Linked DNA regions of Mus musculus: region 2 is linked to region 1. Evidence: chromatin contacts called from public ChIA-PET data. All regions are on one chromosome and are shown on one strand. The core of a region is the stretch at or near the end of the contact, and the rest is flanking DNA. Distances in the headings are between cores, read along the strand shown.

Region 1 (2,988 bases), core at 278-2,777:
ATCCTGGATCTTGGCCTTCACGTTCTCGATGGTGTCACTGGGCTCCACCTCCAGGGTGATGGTCTTGCCAGTCAGGGTCTTCACGAAGATCTGCATGCCACCCCTCAGACGGAGGACCAGGTGCAGGGTTGACTCTTTCTGGATGTTGTAATCAGAGAGGGTGCGGCCATCTTCCAGCTGCTTGCCGGCAAAGATCAGCCTCTGCTGGTCAGGGGGGATGCCCTCTTTATCCTGGATCTTGGCCTTCACGTTCTCGATGGTGTCACTGGGCTCCACCTCCAGGGTGATGGTCTTGCCGGTCAGGGTCTTCACGAAGATCTGCATGCCACCTCTCAGGCGAAGGACCAGGTGCAGGGTTGACTCCTTCTGGATGTTGTAATCAGAGAGGGTGCGGCCATCTTCCAGCTGCTTGCCGGCAAAGATCAGCCTCTGCTGGTCAGGGGGGATGCCCTCTTTATCCTGGATCTTGGCCTTCACGTTCTCGATGGTGTCACTGGGCTCCACCTCTAGGGTGATGGTCTTGCCGGTCAGGGTCTTCACGAAGATCTGCATTTTGACCTTGAATTTAAAAGGTAAAAATTTAAAAGCCTACTAAAATCTTCGATTCCCTACAAAATACTTCTACTCAAAACTCCTCCCCTTTTTGTCATAACATAAAACCTGTTTTGTCATGGTTTCAAACTGCTAAACCTTTCCAAAACACTAAACTGGCATTTGGAACATTCATCAACTGCGGGGCATCCAAGTTCGCTAACAATAGACATGATAAATTGAAAATAAAAAATATCCAGACCAGAAGCCATCGATAAAAATTCAAGTAATAAACAATGCCCGAGTGAGAAGTACCTCTTTTCTGCCTCCCCCCACTGAAATAACCACGATGGACTCTCCATCGGTTAAGCGTCCGTTAAGCTCCCTGGCGCGCGCGCCAGGGCCGCCCCCGCTCCGCGCACGCGACCAAGGCCCACTCTTCCCGGAAGGCCCGTTGCCGCGTCACGTCACCTCGCTCCCCTCCCCCACCCCAAGAAAAAAAAGGCCCGCTTAGCACCACGTAAGCCCCCTCTCTAAATCCTCCCATGATTCAAACGCCGTAGACAAATACCTGTTAACAAATGTGATGAAAGCACAAACCGCCCAGCGCGTCGAAACACCCTCACAGAAAGACCGCCGAACCGGACAAAGCCTCTCGTCACTGAGCTCAGTGGCCGCGCGAGCCGCTATTTATGCAGCGTCTGTTGCGTGACTGCTCACTCCTACGTAGCTGTTGTCTTCCTGCGCCACCGAAAGTAGTTCCGCGGGCCCCCACCTCCCCCAGACCAATTAGGCGTTTTTGCCGAGCTCCCGATTCTTCAGAACCAAAGAAAAGAGTACTACCAAACGAGAGACACTGTATTCCCGGCGTCTCGTCTCCTCTCGTGCAAAAAATTGAAAAAATCATCACGCGGATGAATCCAAGTTAAAGGGCCCTCCCTCGAAAGCTCTGGAAACCTCCTTGCGGCGCCAGCGCTGATTGGTGAGGAGTCAAAGATGAGGCCGACGCTGATTGGTGGAGGTCGCGGGCCGCTCGATTGTTGCTGGGCTCGGTTCTCGGGCAGTTTAACGTCGACGTTGCTAAGTAACCGAGTGCGCATGTGCGGGCGCTCGCCTTAGCGAAATACTGATGTTTCCTGCTTGAGGTGGGGGAGGGGCGTCTTCTCTTCCCGCGTCCGGAACCCCGCGTCCCGAGTTCCCCGTGGTTCTCTCGCACCCATCGCTCGGCGGCTTTACGCCACAGGGTGAATTGCGACCTCACCCTGCTCCCCCTGGCTGGACTCTAGCTTCGCCCAGGCCCCCTCCAGTATGAGCATTGATGCTTCCGTAGCCAGTGTTTTTAGTTGTTTTGTCTTGTGGCTTAGCCGCCCACGGGCCCAGATGTGGGTGGGAGTGGGGTGGCTGCCGGGCTGGAAGCTGAGGATTTAGCCAGAGACCCAGCCCAGAGCCCGGCCGGACTTACAGATTCTCTCCCTCCCCAGCAATCTACAAACAAAGGAAGGAAAGAGGAGAAATGCCTATTAGACTCAGTACCCGGGGTTCACCCACCTCTCCCATTGGGATGTCTATTGTGCAAAGGAAGGGAAGGGGCCCGTTAATCCTAGAACCTCAACCTCAGGACTAGGTTCTGAGGTTTTGGGTGTGGTTGCTTTTCCCTCATCGAGATCAACAAGGAAGGAGCAGAACTGCTCGGATTGCTTTGTCATGCGGAGTCACGAGGATGGCCATGTAAACAGTTTTGTTTGCATAGGCTACCGGCTTCCGTACAGTAAGAAGTCTAGCTACGCTAACAGATTAAACTTCACTCTGTAAAGGTTTACGAGTTATTACCATATTACTGAAGGAAACGTTAGGAACATAGCTGGTTTGCCTAGCATGAACCAAAAGCTCCAGTTTGATTCCCCAGCCCAAAGTCTGCTTTCTAGAATAAAGAGCAGGTAGAATTTTATTTGAAGTGAATTGAAATTCAGAAAATGTCTCCTTTGCATAGTATTTTATTTTTATTAGGAAGCATGAGTCGGACCTTGTTTCAACAAGCAGAGTATGTCTGAGTCAGACATTTTGAGGCACAGACTCAGCCAGAGTGCTGATCTTATGATTGATGCGATGACTTCATTGGGGTAAGTTCCAGCAATTGCCAGACGGGTTATTGCTTCCTAGTTTGTTTTGTTTTCAAAGTAGATCGTTTGGTGACTTCAACCCAGTAATAATATTTCAAAAGAATGGCATCTGGACAAGATAGATTTTTTTTTCCGTAGCATAGTTTTTGTTGCTTGTGCTGTGTTCACCCCTAGCCCCACCCCTTGGAGACTGGCCATCACTCTGTAGCCCTGGTTGGCCTGGGATGACTATGTAAATCAAGAGCTCACAAGAGATTCTCTTGGTTCTGTCTTCCGAGTGTTGGAATTAAAGACACGGACCATCGTGCCCAGCATGATGTAAACAGATTTTTTTAAA
Region 2 (3,051 bases), core at 411-2,910, 210 kb before region 1:
AAAGGTATAAAAGTCTAGTGACACCCGTACCCCAAGATCATCTTCGGGGTCCTGACATGTTTAAGTTTAAATAGAGAATGGTTCTGGTTGTAGTCCACTTGTAAAAACAGTCGCAACTCCTTTCCTGCCTCAGCCTGCAGCGATCACAGGAGCTGTCCAGGGAGCAGCACCTCCTCTCCAGCCTTTCCAAAAAACAGCTCAGCCGCACATTGATGGCACCTCAACCTGTGTGGCCTGTGGCCTGGAAGATCTTCCCATCCTAACCCTTGGGCCCAACGCAGGGAAAGAGGGCTGAAAAAAGCTACCAATCCCTGAACAGAGAAACCCACCAATCCCTGAGCTCCCCCAAGCTCAGGACTTGAAATCCTACCAATCCTCAATCCGGAAATCTCTGTGGGGGTTCTCCTCCCGCCCCCCAAAAGCTCCGCCCCTAGCTGTGTAAACCCTGCTCTTGGTTCAACTTCTTGCTGTCCACTCCTGGGAGCAGTGGCAGCCACCCCTGGATTTGTCCCTCGTCTCCCTGGATTCATCCTTCCACTAGATCTCTTTCCTGAGATTTGCTGTCTGGTGGGACTCTCTTATCAGAAGCAGCCAAGAAGCAATGAAGAGAAGGGAAGAATGAGAAAAGGGGAGCAAGGCTGAGTGAGCCTCGTGAGCAACTCGGCTCAGCTGGGGAGACCCTCTCCTGGGAGCTGCAATGCCTCTGCTGAGGAGACTTCCTCTCAGAGCTGTGTGGTTCCTGGGCCGGGTGTCTCGGGATGCTCTTCCATCGGGATAACCTTCTCCCCTCTGAGCAGTGTGGCTCCTGGGTTCCTGAGTCCCAGGATACACTTCCAGACTGGTCAAAGTGTGAACCTGTCCATCATCAAAGATCCAGTCTCTTGTAGAAAGAAGATGGACCGGTATGATGTCAGAACTGTGTGAAATCTCTTTCCCGGACCTAAGTTTCCCCACTGGCTGGCACCAGACCCCTTTAGCATATTTTCATCCCTGTCAGGAAAGTTAAAGAACCAAAAATGATAGTGTAGATAGATATCGCCAGTTTTCCAATCAAGAAATTCAAAGCCAAGCAAAGTGTGGACATTCACCAACTCTCCTGGCTTCTGAGACTTTATAGGTGGCCTCTCTGCTCTCTGGGTGCCTTTCTTTAGCAACACAGAGGTGACCTTAGAAAAGATCTTGCCAAAGGTTCCTAGTGCTAGAGAGTGACACGGCCGTGGCCTCTAGACACAAACATTCCAATGTGATTGTATTTCTTAGATTGCGCGGAAGGTTGATAATCAGTAAACTGTTCTTAATCGCGAGGAAGGTTAAATGAAGAGTCTCTGAATGAAGGTTAACGTTGGCCGCCTTGCGGCGCGGTTCCGTGCTCACCGAGCGCCCTCTGCCGGGCACACAGCGGCCGCCAGGTACTTCTGCCCGGGTGCAGACGGGGGTGCGCTTTCCCTTCGTGAGTGCACGGCCTGGCCGATCCGGACCTAGCCTATCGGACCCTCCCATCCCTGAGGAGAGCGGCCTGGGCCACAGAGGCGGGATGCTGTAGGTCTCCCCTGCGCCCTCTGGTGGAGCGGAGCTTCAGAGCTGCAGCGTCACCAAGACCTCAGCCCTACCCGGGCCGGAGCAGCGGACCGCGTCAGAGAGGAGGGTGGACAATCCAAGGCCAGCCTCACCGGAGATGGCTTAGCCTGAGAGCTGAGCTGCATTCCTTCACCGGGCAGCTTGCACTGGCTGGCTGATTTTAAGCCATTTCAAATGATCCCTTTTTAAGCCATTTGTCATTCCCTGGCACGATCGTGGAATAGAATAATGTGCATTGGTTGGGACATGCTGGACTGGTCCAGGGTGCTGTAAGCGCTGCCAGAGCGTGCACCCTTCCTTCTTTACTTTTAAATGCACTGATACGGGAACCACAAGTGAGGTTTCTCCTTAAGTCTGTTGATAATTGTGCAGTAGATGGAAGAAACTCTTGTAGTTTCTAAAAGAATTTACCTAATACTCATAGAGTAGATGTTAAGTCAAACTCAGGTAGACGAAGAAAGGGTGCAGAGCTACAACATTCCAGTTCTCCAGAATCACTAAAGTTTATTATTAATCGATCCGCCTTGTTTGTACAATCTTTAACACAGGTGTGTCTTTTTTTTTTTTTTTTTTTCTTTTTTCTTTCTGGAAACTTCAGGTCACAAACAGGCTAAACACTGTGTCTAGCTGTGTGGCTTGTGTCTTGGTTAAAGGGATAAGATGCTGCAAGGGTGGTTAGCACTGGCCACTTTTGTTCTTTGAGACAGCTTTAGAGAACTTTTTAAATTTTGTGTATTGGAATAATAATGCCCATCAGATTAGTGTAAAGATTAAATGAGAATGTGTTTTTAAAGTTGCTTGTGCAATGTCAGACCAACCAGCTGTGACTACATTTAATAATCTTATGAACCCTAGATCTCCGGGGGCGGGGGGGAGAGACAAGTTGGATCTCACTGATGTTGCAGGGGTCTTCCCTGTGTTTCATGGGGCTCATCCCTGTGTTCCCTCATGGGAGCCCTGTCTCAGGGTTCCTGCGTGGTGAGTCTGAAGTTTCTAAGGCAGGACTGGTTTGCACGGTTTACCACTCTTCCCTACATTCCTCTCGGCAGGACAGCCACCCTTTCAGAAAGCAGAAGCAGAGATGGCTGCTGGGATGTTTGCAATTGGACCCCTGGTAAGTCGGGGTCTACTGGTTCCTGCCTGCTGCGTTGTCTGGGGGGCATCTACTGTTCTGGAATCTCGAAGCTTCTCTGCCTCACCCACACTCCTTCAACTGAGACCAGAGCCACATTTTTTGACCTATAAAAAATGGGGCCACCCCAATAAAAGTTATTATGTGTAAAAGAAAGTGCTCTCTGTTGGGGGGACAAAGGCCCGTGTAACCACTGAGCACTAGGGAGCCAGGAATGCTAAACACACCCGAGCACCTCCTCAATGCAGGAAATAAAAACCTGGTTTTCACCCCCAGAAGACTTGGAGTGGATATTGTTGACATCTGGTGACCTTTTTGCTATCTATGGTGACCTGATTTTT

The links. ChIA-PET counts read pairs in DNA pulled down with a chosen protein or histone mark.
Region 2: a contact with region 1 is called in an RNA polymerase II ChIA-PET map of memory CD8 T cells, with 36 read pairs. The contact joins the promoter of Zfp286os here to the promoter of Ubb in region 1. A contact is called at or near these places in 1 of 115 datasets of contacts at active chromatin or transcription factors (memory CD8 T cells) and 3 of 9 other capture datasets (adipose tissue, liver and pancreatic islet).

What each region holds. Positions count from the first base shown.
Region 1 is chr11:62,549,710-62,552,697 of GRCm38.p6, reverse strand. It overlaps Ubb (ubiquitin B), which reads right to left and starts at 1,527. Exons shown (of 2, transcript NM_011664.4): 1 at 1,103-1,527; 2 at 1-558. The coding sequence starts at 552.
Region 2 is chr11:62,755,429-62,758,479 of GRCm38.p6, reverse strand. Zfp286os (a long non-coding RNA gene) reads right to left here and starts at 1,660. Exons shown (of 3, transcript XR_879919.3): 1 at 1,375-1,660. It also overlaps a transcript of Zfp286 not described here.